Regions from separate parts of the Zea mays genome. Here region 1 is linked to region 2. The links are chromatin contacts, called in public Hi-C maps. All regions are on one chromosome and are shown on one strand. Each heading gives the region's core, a stretch centred on a gene start, on an enhancer-like site or on the middle of the called end of the contact. The rest is flanking DNA. Distances are from core to core; before and after follow the strand shown. Region 1 holds the start of LOC100381567. Region 2 holds the start of LOC100286026.

Region 1 (7,167 bases), core at 3,350-5,849, 150 kb after region 2:
AACAGCTAGAAGTATGACATTTTCTAGACGCTAACAACTATACTAATATAATTAATAAAAAATCTAATAATACTTATTTGATATCACCGATGTTATTGTTTTATTATAAAAAATCTAACAATACTTATTTGCTTTGGCCTTAAAAAGAGTTAGAAAATTGTATAGTTTAAGATGGAGAGAATACGGTATGTATTTTTTAGTTGTAAATTTAATTAAACTTCAGATATATATGGATCTAGCAACATTCTAAAACTACATATATCTTTTATAGTCGGACGGAGTAAATATGAGTACTTTGAATAACCTTTCCTGCAGCTCTACGTCGCATCATTCCATCAGTTTATACCCACCCATCCAATTGCTATTCAAGAAATAAATAACACACACACACACATTGAGATCTTTTGGAACGTAGTAATTTTACGGGATCTTCATAGCGCGGTTACTTCATTTTCACAGAAACGTACAGAGCAGAAAATTTTGCAATGTTCTGAAGGAGAGGCTCGGTATAAACACCAGAGCTATTGGACACGAGTACATACATGACCACGGATAGGAATAGGGTAGGGTAGCTGCTGACGCAAGGCGAGCCACCGCCTAGGGCAGCTCGTTGGGTCTGTTTGTTTCGGCTTCTGGCAGCTTCTAGCCACCAAAATCTGCTGTGGACTGCTAAACGCTCAGTTTTTCAGCCAGCTTCTATAAAATTCGTTGGAGCAAAAACCATCCAAAATCAACATAAACACATAATCGGTTGAGTCGTTGTAATAGTAGGAATCCGTCACTTTCTAGATCCTGAGCCCTATGAACAACTTTATCTTCCTCCATACGTAATCGTAATGATACTTAGATTCTCCTTACAGCCAGATTCTCCACACAACTAAATTTTTAGAAAAGCTGGTCAGAAAAAAGTTGAACCAAACAGTACCGTTGTCTAGGGATTTCGAATCAGTACCCGTGGGCTCCGCTAAAGCATCTTGCCGCTACGTACAACAACAACACTGTCAAGACAGTGGACAAACTTCTGCCTATCTTTGGAGGCATGCAGAGCAGCTGGAAACGAAATGGAAATGCCGTGTCATGCCCATGTCCCTGTCACCACTGTTTTTGGATCCTTCTCGTCGGCTTCGAATTGCTGCTGCCTGCTGGGGATGGATGGGGCGGCTCTAGAAAAAAGGTTGGCCTTTTCAGTCAGTCATGCCATCAACCTGGCCCTAGAACTCAACATGTGCAGTTGTGTGTGATCTGATTATTGGACGAGAAAAAACATTAACAATCCTGGGATGATGAACATGGACATTACGTTCTATTCCCTCCATCGTGGAATTGGTGCATTATGTCCTTTTAACTTTATACTGATACATAAATGCATTTTATGTGGTGCGTATACTCAGATTTCACAAAGTTTATGAAAAAGGAAACCATAATTTAGGGCCTGTTTGTTTACCCCCAGATTATATAATCTGGATTAAATAATCCTAAGAGGCAAACAAACAGTCCGGCTTATTTATCTAGATTATATAATCTAACCCCTTGGATTATGATAATCCATAAGCAAGTGAGGAGGTGCTTATTTCAGATTATTTTTTCTCACTTCCCCACTACCCTTTCAAGTTTCCTAGAAATTACCCACCATTGCCATTATAATCCACCGAATCGTTTTTGCGCCTAGTACTAGTCAATTTGGGGATGAAGAAGGTGACATGAATGCCTTCCGTGATAATATTGCTAATACAATATTTGCCAATGTCAATTGAATTATTTTATATATATATATATGAGTTTCAACCTAGTACAAATATAGAGGGCATTCTTGTCTTCCTCATACAAAAGAATCCTATTAACAACTCAAATAATCTGGGTAAACAAACAGGACTAATCAGATTATATAATCCAGATTATATAATCCTCCAAAAATAATCCAGATTATATAATCCATGGGGGTAAACAAACAGGCCCTTAATGAGAAACTCCTTAATTAGGTTTATGGGTGCATGTGTCATTTGAGTATTCTCTCAGGACATATTTGAATATACTAAAGCTAATAGCTAGCTAGATAAAAAATTGGTAGTAGAATTAGTTTGCTAACTATTAAATGAGTTTAGCTAGGTTGAACATGTTAATAGACTAATTGGTAGTTGATAGTGTACCTAATAGTTAGCTAGAAATTAAGATCTCACTATGAAGCACGGGCACTTACAAGGTTTTTGAAAAAAATCGTCATTTTCCAACTTCTAGAAAATCGGAGTGAAGAGGCCTCAATTCTGACAGAAATTTGGCAACAGACACCCCCTCCAAAAAAAAAATACTCGAAACAAGGAGGTTCAAAAACATATTGGCAGGAAGGATTATTTCGAAGATGCACACTGGGCTGCCCGTTGTACAACCTAAACTTTCACTCGTTTGGTGAAAATATCAAGCAACGAAGGGAGGGATGTCCTGTTAGCTTTATCAGCACACAAATTGTTGCAACCAAGATTTTCAGTCCATGACTAAAAGGTAGACGCAATTAACATTTCTGACGTGTCAGGATCAAAGTACAGGCAAAATCAGCCAGATCTATTCTTGCCATCATTTCATCACCCAACGGAGATGACGATGGCAAATACAACTCGCTGGTTTACTTTTTCTACAATATTTTGTCTCTATTAATTACAATTGCAGCAGTCTGAACAGCTAGGTTAAAGCCGCAACGAACAGAATAGATGTTACTTCGCAGAACCATTCACCATTACTTCCACATGACGCTTTCAGCAGTTTCATGTTCTGAAACTGAATCAGTAGAGCGCATCAGATCTAACAACAATTACAGGAAAGCTATTGAACTTTAAAAAACCATGAGCCAGTTCTCATGTCACAATATCAGGGGCAGAATGTTTTTGGTTCCTGAACCGATGAATTTCGACGTTGTCAGAAGTTCCGCTATCGTACTCCTCTACAGAATGCATACACCAATGCAGCAGCAGCTGAATTCCCAAGAGAACAAGAAAGTCAATGAGATAACTAGGCATAATATCCTGGGTATTGCAGAAGTTAGAGCTAATCAATAGTGGAGAAAAATGGATAAGAGTAGGCAGTCAGCTCCAAGATAAACATTATTGGCTAACAAGCAGAACAATTGAATTATCTGAACTGAGAGATCAAATTATGGGTGTTAAGGCTCATATTAGCCCATATACCTATCTATATATATGAGAGTCCTCAGGGGATATCATCAACAATGGCCCTGTTTGGATCCAAGGGTTAGAGCTAGTTTGGGCTAGTTTGCGCCAAACTAGCCCAAAAGTAGCCAAACAGGAGGGCTAGAGCCAGTTTTTTGCAACTAGCCCATCCCAAAAAACTCTCCCCACCAAGGGGTGATTATTGGGGCTAGTTTGTTGGAAGAACCACCAAAATCCTTTTTTCTCTCTTATCCTTCCGCACGGGATCCGCACGTTCCTGGGTCCATTTCTTTTCTTCGATACGCAGAGAAGGACCGGCGCCGCCGTCCTCGAACCGAAGAAACGCCGCCGTCCTCGAGCAGGTCAGCCGTCGCCTCCCTCCGTTCCCTCAGCCTCCTCCTCCCTCTTTTCTTGATCCATGGAAAGGTAGTGGAGGGGCACGGCTGGCCACATTGGAAAGAACAGGAAAACAACGGATTTGTTTTGGCTAATTTCTTATTGAATGCATTTTCGACTATTATAATTTACTAATTTATCTACTGTGATTGGCTCATTTTGTTACTGCATATGCAGCCTCACCGTTGCCATGGACGGCGATGCCTTCGACCTCAACTCGCAGGCGCCGGAGACTGATGGTTTCCCGGGGCTTCAGCTATACGGCAACATCCTGTCCGACTCTGATGGTCTGTTCGATGGCCGTGCCAGCGGCTCTGTGCTTCCTTCGTATCGCCCACCGCGTGCCACACAAGAGTTTATTTGTGTTATTTGTGTGTGGGAGAAGCCACACAAGAGTTTGCCACACAAAATCCGGATAAGGAAAGATTTAAATGAGACAAATGATTATAAAATAGCATTTATTGTAAACTAGCCCTTCGATCCAAACACGTAGAGGTATAGATGTCCAAAAAGCACGAGGCCCGTGAGCCCGGCACGAAGCCCGCTTTTTGGGCCCGGTCCGAACCCGGCACGGTAGAATAAGCGGGCGGGCTTGGACAGGAAACTAGGCACGGCGGGCTAGCCCGGCACGGCCCGTTTACCTCTAAGCACGTTAAGCCCGGTTTTTTTTACACTAAAACGTGCTTACCGGCCCGTTTAGCCCGATTTTCGGCCCGCTTTTTTCGTGCTAAACGGGCCGGCCCGGCCCGTTTAGGCCCGCTGCGGGCCGGGCTTGGACAGAAAATTAAGCCCGCTGGCACAGCAGGCCCGGCCCGATTTTTGGCTGGGCTTCACCAGGCCCGGACCGGACCGGGCCGGGCGGCCCGTTTGGCCATCTCTACGTAGAGGGCTAGAGCTAGTTTGGGATAGAGTTAGAGCTAGAAACTAGCTCTAGCTCTAGCCAGGCTTGAAGGATCCAGGGCCAATGTCTCAATCTCCCGGTACGTGATTTACGTAACATGGTATAAAAGAGCTAATTAGATCCGGCTTATTAGCCGCCGATCCTGACTCCTCGTCGGCGCCGTCGCGACTCCACCTTTGGGCCGCTGTCGCGGTTCGTCGGTCGCCGTCGCGTCTCCTCGTCGGGTGTCGTCGCGCCTCCACTTTTGGCCGCCGTCGCGGTCTTGCCTCTTCACTCAGCCGTCGTCGCGGCCTTCCACGTCTGCCACCGGCCTCTACTCCGCGATCTCTGGTGGCGCGCGTCTCCACCGGCGGCCAGATTTTTTTTTCTTTCCTCCCCGCTCGGACCGTCCCGCCCCGGCTGTCTCTGCTCCGCCCGGTTGTCTTCTCTCACCGGCGTCCGGACAAGGGCGGCGCCAAACGCCACCACAAGGTTCAGCGCGTCAACACGCAGGCTCTGCTCCGCCTGGATCTCGCGCCCCGGCCTCTGCTCAGCGATCTCACGCTCAGGCCCGCAAGCTCTGCTCTGTCACATCGTCCAGACGAGGCTTTCTTCATCCTCGGTCAAGATCCAGCCCTCTGCTCCGCCGATGGCTCCTGTCTGCATCAAGCTGGTCCTCTGGTCAGTTTGGATACTGCTGGGTTTTTCCTTCCCTACAAGTTTGATTGAAACAACCTTCAGTGCTAGTATAACATATCACACACTAATACAATTATTATCAACATCACTTTGAATGGTCAAAATTACCATGAACGGTCCTTCTGTGTAGAAACTGCTTTGCGAGGTCATGGTCTTGCTTTTCATTTGATTGATGATCTACCTGTGCCTACTGCAAATAACATTAATGCTTCTGAAATCAAGACTTAGACAATTAATGATGGAAATGTGATGGCTGATATTGTTAACAGTGTCAAGCCATCCATGATTATGAGTCTTTCTTCATTCAAGACTGCAAAAGCTATGTGGTTTTATTTACAGAAGCGTTATGTTCAAGATAGTGGTGCTCTTCTTCATACTCTTATGTAGAAATACATTTAATAGAGCAACATGATCTGTCCATTGATAATTATTATTCAGCTTTTGATCGCCTGATGGATCCTTTAATGTCTATGGTTCCTTCATGCACTGCTGATGATTGCACTGCACATAAGTTCATTGAAAAATTCTTCACATACAGATTTTTTATGGGTCTCAAGACAGATTTTGAGGCTATTCGTACCAGATTGCTTCATAGATCTGCAAGTCTGACCATGACAGAGGCTTTATCTGATTTGCTTGCTGAGGAGACTCGCCTCTCATCTATGTTTGTACCTCATACTCATGTGTCCTATAAAGTGTTAGCAACTTCTCACAAGTATGGTGGAAAAGGTGGCTACTTTGAGCCTTGCAAGCATTGCAACAAGACTACACATCGGTCTGATCAATGTTTTCTTAAGTATCCAGAGAAGTTAGCGGAGTTTCGTTCTCACCGTACTAATCAAGGGCATGGGCCATCCAAGGGTTCAGTGTGAGTTGCTGCTATCTCTGGCAGTGCTTCTCCGTCCACATGGGTTGGGTTGTTGATTCTGGTGCCTCATTTCATGTAACTTTAGATCAATCTCAGTTGGATACATGTGCAACAGTCACTAATGGGTCTTCTGTTCAAATGGTTGATGGTACTTCCTGCTCTGTAACTCACAAGGGCTCCCTCTGTACCTCCCAGTTTTCTATACCTGATATTTCTTTTGTACCTAAGCTCTCCATGAATTTACTTTCTATTGCTCAGATTACAGACCGCAACTGTTTTGTTGGTTTTGACAGCTCATCTTGTTTTGTTCAGGATCGTCGAAGCGGGACTGTGATTGGGACTGGCCATCGCCATAGAGATCTTCCTGACTCTATACTCTGGACTCTTTACGTCTACCTCCTGTCTACACTGCCAGTGTTTCATCCGATGTGTCCACTTCATCTTTTGCTCAATGGCATCATCGTCTTGGCCACTTATGTGGGTCTAGGTTATCTACTCTAGTTCATAAAGGATGTTTAGGTCATACCAACATTGAGTCAAATTTTCATTGTAAGGGTTGTAAGCTTGGTAAACAAATACAACTTCCATATTTATCTAGTGCTTCTTACTCAACTCGCCCTTTTCAACTTATTCATTCTGATGTATTGGGTCCTGCTCCTTTTCCCACAAAAGGAGGTCATAAGTACTATGTCATTTTTATAGACGATCATTCGAATATACTTGTTTTTTTTCATGAAACATCGTTCTGAGCTATATTCTATTTATCAGTCTTTCACACGGATGATACATACTCAATTCTCTTGCCATTTAAAATTTTTCGCTCTGACTCTGGTGGTGAATACTTGCCTGATAGGTTTTGTCGGTTTTTGACATCCGAGGGTACTCTTGCCCAACTCTCATGTCCTGGAGCTCATGTTCAGAATGGTGTGGCTGAACGGAAGCATCACCATATTATAGACACAACTCGCACCCTTATTATTGCTTCTTTTGTTCTATCTCACTTCTAGGGTGAAGCTGTGTCTACTCCTATTTATCTAATCAACAGACAACCATCAACTAAATTAGCCAACAAATGCTCGGGTGAGGTATTTTTGGTATTCCTCCTAGCTATGACCATCTTCGATTTTTTGGCTGCACCTGTTATGTTCTGCTAGCACCCCGCGAGC
Region 2 (7,358 bases), core at 1,082-3,581:
AACCGATGATAGAACAACCTCCTATGTAAGTACAATTGAAATGGATCATCATCAACAACAACAACAACAAACAAACAAACAAAGCCTTTTAGTCCCAAGTAAGTACTAAGTACATTTGAAATGGCTCAACATCCAAAATTACTTAACAATTGTTTCATCGTATTACATAAGAGAAATACAAAATTTATTAACCTGCTGGTCTTTAGGAATATTAGCAAATCCCATAAGGTCCACCTTGTTGTTCTCGATTCCAATAAGCTCATGAACCATAGCCTGCAATCCATAGAAGACCAATTGTAAAATAAGAAAAGTACATTTGAACAGGAAAAACAGATAAGATCTTTTCAGGTTACCTGGTATGTCCACTGGTTAAGTAAAGGCGTAACAGGATCATCCCTTCTGTCGATCACCAACAACAAAGAAGAGTTTTCTGTTCGTCTAAAATCAAACAGGCCACTTTCCTGCTCATACATCAATCTCTGCATAGCCCAAATTATAAGTGCTTAAGAACAAGTTTCATAGGTTTTCATTTCAAATAAATATTCCAATTGAAATCGTTATTGGTTTTCTGTCACAAAACATGAAGTGGATTACAGAAGATATTTTGCCGTTCCTCTTCTACAAATTGAACTTATTCGAGCTTGTAGGTTAAGAACTTAAGAAGTGTATAATGAATGGTGCTAGTGGACTGAATAAAGAAAAGAACGCTTGTGTCGCACTCCGGCACTCACATTTATGAATATATCACACATGCATGATAACACTCAAAAAGCACCCAAACAATAAAAATAACTCCAGATGCCACCTCTTACATTTATACTATTCCACGTTTTTAGATGACAGAAGATAATTATACCCTTCTGGCATTCCATGTCTATGTAGCATTCTTATTGCTTGTGAAATAGTCGAAGTCATAGCTATTTCCCTAGTTCAACACAAATTTTAAGGTAATGACCTAAGTGTTAAACAAGTTGTGGTTCTCTAGTTTTCCTATTATCGTAGTTAGTTGAAAGCGTCTCTGGCTGAACCATAGTAGAAAAGCCTTACTAGAATTAACGAAAAAAAACCATAATAACTAATGTGCCACATAACAAATCTAAACTAAGCCCATGTGAGTTAGCACCCTGAAATGTGTTGGAGTAACAAAAATCTGAAGAGCTGCGATTGATTAGCACAGCATATGGAACCTTTAAATTGATAGTCTAGTTTTGGGACTTGAATAGCAATGTTTTGCAATGACAGTTGACCCACCGCAGTTTCTTGTGCAATCCTTTTTGCAACATCTGATGTCCTCTGATATCTAATAACAGGGCGGCGCTTCAAAGCCAAGAAGACAGAAGCAATGCCGTCGACGGCTCGATCACAGAAGCCTTGCATACCAGGAGGGTCGACCACTGTTGGGAGCATATACATGTGGTTATTTTGTATGTTGAGAGTGAAATGGTATGGGTCAATGGCACAAAAATCAGCATAGAACTCCTGAAAAATAAATATACATAAGCTAGTGTCATCCTCAGCATTTGAATTTGCCATTCTAATAAGTAAACGGATTGTATGGAACATTGACCTGAACTTGCTGCACAACCTCCTGTTCATCCGAGTCAGCAAGTATTTGAATCTGCGGGACCTTCAATATACTGGAGAAGACTGCAAAGGCATAAACCATTAATAAAAAAATGAGAACCAAGTCAATCAACTCCAGAGAACAAAAATTCCACAGCAATTCGGTGACTAACGACGCACATAGGTGGTACTCGGCGAAGCGCGGCATGGCGAGTTGCCTGCGGAGCTTCTGGACGTTGTTAGCGGAGGGTCGGAGGAAGTAGACGGCCTTGAGGTGCGCCATGGACTCCCTGGAGCTGGAGGCGTTGTCCATGGTCTCGACGAGGAAGACCTCCTTCCGCAGCAGATCCGACTGGCTGTACACCACGCTCACCATCCCAACCTGGGAGGGCACGGATCTGGTCAGATCAAAAATCGGGGAGGAGCGGGCCGCGAGCCGGAGCTGAGGTCTCCCGGGGGAGGGCGCACGTACGGTTTGGGGGTCGAGGACGAGGACCTTCATGCCCGGGATGTCGTGGAGCATGCGGTCGATGTAGTCGCGGACGAGAGTGATCAGCACCATTGATGATGCGGAAGCCGCAGCCGCAGCCGCGGTGGCTTTGGTATGGTGGGGTGGGGATCGGAGTTGGGTCCCCGGCGGCGAGGTACCAGAAGTCAGAAGGAGGTAGCCGAGATTTCACGGTGACAGATGTTGTAGTGGGGAAGAAAGGAACGAGAACCCTCACCGGCTCGGCTCGTTTGGCAGCCGGATGGCAGGCACACTGGTCAGACACCACTGGTGGGACCAATTCCAGCGATTTGTTCCTTGTGCAGCAGTTACCCGCGGGTAGAGAATGGCTGTCTTAATTTGTGTCTTAGAGTGCATCTAAGAGGGTGAATGTAAAAAAACTCAAGACATGTACCTTGACGAAGACACAGTGTCTTAGCTCTATGTTCGAGACAGGAGATTAGCTGATTGGTCACTTTAATTTATTGAATGCTCTGATTGGTACTGTCGGGGACCATAATTAGGGGTACCCTCAAGACTCCTAATTCTCAGCTGGTAACCCCCATCAGCATAAAGCTGCTAAGGCCTGATGGGTGCGATTAAGTCAGGGATCAGTCTATTCGAGCGACTCGATCACGCCTCGCCCGAGCCTAGCCTCGGACAAGGGCAGCCGACCCCGGAGGATTTCCGTCTCGCCCGAGGCCCCCCTCCGACGGCGAACATATTTCCGGCTCGCCCGAGGCCCTGCCTTCGCTAAGAAGCAACCCTGACTAAATCGCCGCACCGACCGACCAAATCGCAGGAGCATTTAATGCAAAGGTGGTCTGACACCTTTATCCTGACGCGCGCGCCCCGGTAGAGCCGAAGTGACCGCCGTCACTTCGCCGCTCTACTGACCAGCCTGACAAAAGGACAGCGCCGCCTGCGCCACACCGACTGCGGTGCCACTTGACAGAGTGAGGCTGACAGGCAGTCAGGCCCTGCCGAAGGCACCACAGGGAACTCCGCTCCGCCCGACTCAGGGCTCGGACTCGGGCTAAGTCCTGGAAGACGGCGAACTCCGCTCCGCCCGACCCAGGGCTCGGGCTCGGGCTAAGTCCCGGAAGACGGCGAACTCCGCTCCGCCCGACCCAGGGCTCGGACTCAGGCTAAGTCCCGGAAGACGGCGAACTCCGCTCCGCCCGACCCAGGGCTCGGACTCGGGCTAAGTCCCGAAAGACGGCGAACTTCGCTCCGCCCGACCCAGGGCTCGGACTCGGGCTAAGTCCCGGAAGACGACGAACTCCGCTTCGCCCGACCCTAGGGCTCGGACTCCGCTCTGACTTCAGCCGACGACCTCCGCCTCGCCCGACCCAGAGGCTCGGACTCGGCCTCGGCCACGGAAGACAGACTCGACCTCGGCTTCGGAGGAGCCTCCACATCGCCCAACCTAGGGCGCAGGCCAGTCACGTCAACAGGAGGCGCCATCATCACCCTACCCCGAGCTGACTCGGGCCGCAGGGAACAAGACCGGCGTCCCATCTGGCTAGCTCCGCCAGATAGGCAATGATGGCGCCCCGCATACTCTATGACGACGACGGCTCTCAGCCCCCTTACGGAAGCAAGAGGACGTCAGCAAGGACCCAACCGCTCTGATAGTTGTCCCTCCGCCAGGCTCCATCGCTCCTCCGACGGCCACGACATCACACCAGCTGGGTGCCAAAATCTCTCCGGCTGCCACAACGGAATGTACTTAGGGCACTAGCTCTCCTCCGCTAGACACGTAGCACTCTGCTACACCCCTCATTGTACACCTGGATCCTCTCCTTACGCCTATAAAAGGAAGGACTAGGGCCCTCTTAGAGAGGGTTGGTCGCGTGGGGACGAGACAGGCGCTCGCTTGGAGCCGCTCGCTTCCCTCTCCCGCGTGGACGCTTGTAACCCCCTACTGCAAGCGCACCCGACCTGGGCGCGGGACGAACACGAAGGCCGCGGGATTCCCACCTCTCTCACGCCGGTCTCCGGCCGCCTCGCTCTCCCCCCTTCGCGCTCGCCCTCGCGCTCGACCCATCTGGGATGGGGCACGCGGCGACACTCACTCGTCGGCCTTAGGGACCCCCCGGTCTCGAGACGCCGACAGTTGGCGCGCCAGGTAGGGGCCTGCTGCGTGTTGACGAACAGCTTTCCGTCAAGCTCCAGATGGGCAGTCTCCAGCAACCTCTCCAACCCAGGACGGTGCTCCGTTTCGGGAGTCTTGAGTTCATGTCCTTCGACGGCAGCTACGACATGATACTCCTTCCCCCGCCGCGCGACGACGACAATGGCGGCCGACAGCCCGCCCACCGGCGGCGGAATCGACGACGTCTTCCCCGCGTGGTGGAAGAACAACCTTCGACCTCGTCCCGCCTTCTTCCCCGCCGACGGAGGGGAAGGCAGGGCAACCAAGGCCAAGCAGGAGGCAGCGCCTCATCGGCTGTCGAGCAAGTCGACGGCGCCGGCACCCCAACGGGGGGCGTACCGGGTATCGACTTCGCGCTTGAGACGAAGACGAGCGCCGTCTCCCCGCGACACGCCAATCCCGAGCAAGCGGACGACGCCAGCGTGCTCGCGAAAAGCTTGCTGGGCGTCGCCCTCGTACCTGAGACGACGGTGCAGTCAGTCCCCGACGTGACTTTATCGCCGCTCGTCGACCAAGAGGTACCGATCGATTCCCATCCCACATCATTTGGATTCAGCCTCAACCCGCCTAGCGACCTCGCTTTGGCGGGCGCTCTCGTAGAGGCGAGTCCAAACCCTCTGGGGTTTCGCATGCGGTCACCTTGGGACCGGTTGACGGACGTCTCGACCTACAGGCCCTCTGGGTCCGAGGAAGACGACGACCCCAGCATTGTTGGGATTTCTCTGGACTTGGCAACCCCAGTGCCTTGCGGGACTTCATGACCGCATGTGACTACTGCCTCTCTGACTGTTCCGACGGTAGCCGCAGCCTCGATGACGAGGACTGCAGCCCAAGCCGCGAATGTTTCCACGTCGATCTAGGGGGTCCCTCCGAAGGCAATCATCTGGCATGCCGGAGGACGGTGATCTCCCTAGGCCGGTGCCCCGCATTGACATCCCACGGGAGCTAGTTGTGGTCCCCGTTCAGGCGAGGGGCCATGACCCACAGCTCGAGCAAATCCGCGGGGTGCAGGCCAGGCTCGACGAGGGAGCAGGAGCGCTTGAGCCGATCCGCCGGGACGTCGGGCAGGCATGGGTGGGCCAACCCCCGGCCGGAGAAATACGTCATCTGCCCCAGGGTTTCCAGCACCGCGTCGCAGACGACGTCAGGGTCAGGCCACCACCCGCGTCTAGTGGGGTCGGCCAGAACCTGGCTGCAGCAGCGATGCTTCTTCGCGCGATGCCGGAGCCATCAACCACCGAGGGTCGGCGAATCCAGGGGGAGCTCAAGAATCTCCTGGAAGGCGCCGCGGTCCGACGGGCCGAGAGCTCTGCCTCCCGAAGGCAGGGGTACCCCTCGGAACCTCATGCCGCGACTTCCCGATTCATGCGGGAAGCCTCGGTCTACACCGGGCGCACGCGCAACACCTCGCCTGCGGCCCCGGGTCGCCTCGGCAACGAGCACCATCACCGCGACCGTCGGGCCCACCTCGACGAGAGGGTGCACCGAGGCTACCACCCCAGGCGTGGGGGACGCTACGACAGTGGGGAGGATCGGAGTCCCTCGCCCGAACCGCCCGGTCCACAGGCCTTCAGCCGGGCCATCCGACGGGCACCGTTCCCGACCCGGTTCCGACCCCCGACTACTATCACAAAGTACTCGGGGGAGACGAGACCGGAACTGTGGCTCGCGGACTACCGCCTGGCCTGCCAACTGGGTGGAACGGACGATGACAATCTCATCATCCGCAACCTCCCCCTGTTCCTCTCCGACACCGCTCGCGCCTGGTTGGAACACCTGCCTCCGGGGCAGATCTCCAACTGGGACGACCTAGTCCAAGCTTTCGTCGGCAATTTCCAGGGCACGTACGAGCGCCCCGGGAATTCCTGGGACCTCCGAAGCTGCCGGCAGCAGCCGGGAGAGTCTCTTCGGGACTACATCCGGCGATTCTCGAAGCAGCGCACCGAGCTGCCCAACATCACCGACTCGGATGTCATCGGCGCGTTCCTCGCCGGCACCACCTGCCGCGACCTGGTGAGCAAGTTGGGTCGCAAGACCCCCACCAGAGCGAGCGAGCTGATGGACATCGCCACCAAGTTCGCCTCTGGCCAGGAGGCGGTCGAGGCTATCTTCCGAAAGGACAAGCAGCCCCAGGGCCGCCCGTCGGAAGATGCTCCCGAGGCGTCGACTCAGCGCGGCGCCAAGAAGAAAGGCAAGAAGAAGTCGCAAGCAAAACGCGACGCCGACGACGCGGACCTTGTCGCCGCCGCCGAGTACAAGAACCCTCGGAAACCCCCCTGAGGTGCCAACCTCTTCGACAAAATGCTCAAGGAGCCGTGCCCCTATCATCAGGGGCCCATCAAGCACACCCTTGAGGAGTGCGTCATGCTTCGGCGCCACTTCCACAGGGCCGGGCCACCCGCGGAGGGTGGCAGGGCCCGCGACGACGACAAGAAGGAAGATCACCAAGCAGGAGAGTTCCCCGAGGTCCGTGACTGCTTCATGATCTACGGTGGGCAAGCGGCGAATGCCTCGGCTCGGCACCGCAAGCAAGAGCGCCGGGAGGTCTGCTCGGTGAAGGTGGCGGCGCCAGTCTACCTAGACTGGTCCGACAAGCCCATCACCTTCGACCAAGCCGACCACCCCGACCACGTGCCGAGCCCGGGGAAATACCCGCTCGTCGTCGACCCCGTCATCGGCGACGTCAGGCTCACCAAGGTCCTTATGGACGGAGGCAGCAGCCTCAACATCATCTACGCCGAGACTCTCAGGCTCCTGCGTGTCGATCTGTCCTCCGTCCGAGCAGGCGCTGCGCCCTTCCATGGGATCATTCCCGGGAAGCGCGTCCAGCCCCTCGGACAACTCGACCTTCCCGTCTGCTTCGGAACGCCCTCCAACTTCCGAAGGGAGACTCTGACGTTCGAGGTGGTCGGGTTCCGAGGAACCTACCACGCGGTACTGGGAAGGCCATGCTACACGAAGTTCATGGCCGTCCCCAACTACACCTACCTGAAGCTCAAGATGCCGGGCCCCAACGGGGTCATCACCGTCGGCCCCACGTACAAACACACGTTCGAATGCGACGTGGAGTGCGTGGAGTACGCTGAGGCCCTCGCCGAGTCCGAGGCCCTCATCGCCGACCTGGAAAGCCTCTCTAAGGAGGTGCCAGAC

Evidence for each region. A called contact is a pair of places that touch in the nucleus more often than the background predicts.
Region 1: a Hi-C map of leaf shows a contact between it and region 2, with 5 times the contacts expected there. The contact joins the promoter of LOC100381567 here to the promoter of LOC100286026 in region 2. A contact is called at or near these places in 4 of 25 Hi-C or Micro-C datasets (endosperm, leaf, leaf mesophyll and 1 more).

Annotation. Positions count from the first base shown.
Region 1 is chr4:33,657,953-33,665,119 of Zm-B73-REFERENCE-NAM-5.0, forward strand. LOC100381567 reads left to right here and starts at 4,600. Exons shown (of 2, transcript NM_001174392.1): 1 at 4,600-5,115; 2 at 5,672-6,611. The coding sequence starts at 6,041. The coding sequence ends at 6,502. LOC100276817 reads right to left here. Exons shown (of 3, transcript NM_001150526.1): 3 at 2,465-2,963. The coding sequence ends at 2,920.
Region 2 is chr4:33,514,097-33,521,454 of Zm-B73-REFERENCE-NAM-5.0, forward strand. It overlaps LOC100286026, which reads right to left and starts at 2,332. Exons shown (of 13, transcript NM_001158914.2): 1 at 2,036-2,332; 2 at 1,744-1,945; 3 at 1,568-1,647; 4 at 1,252-1,479; 5 at 354-479; 6 at 193-273; 7 at 1-21. The coding sequence starts at 2,125.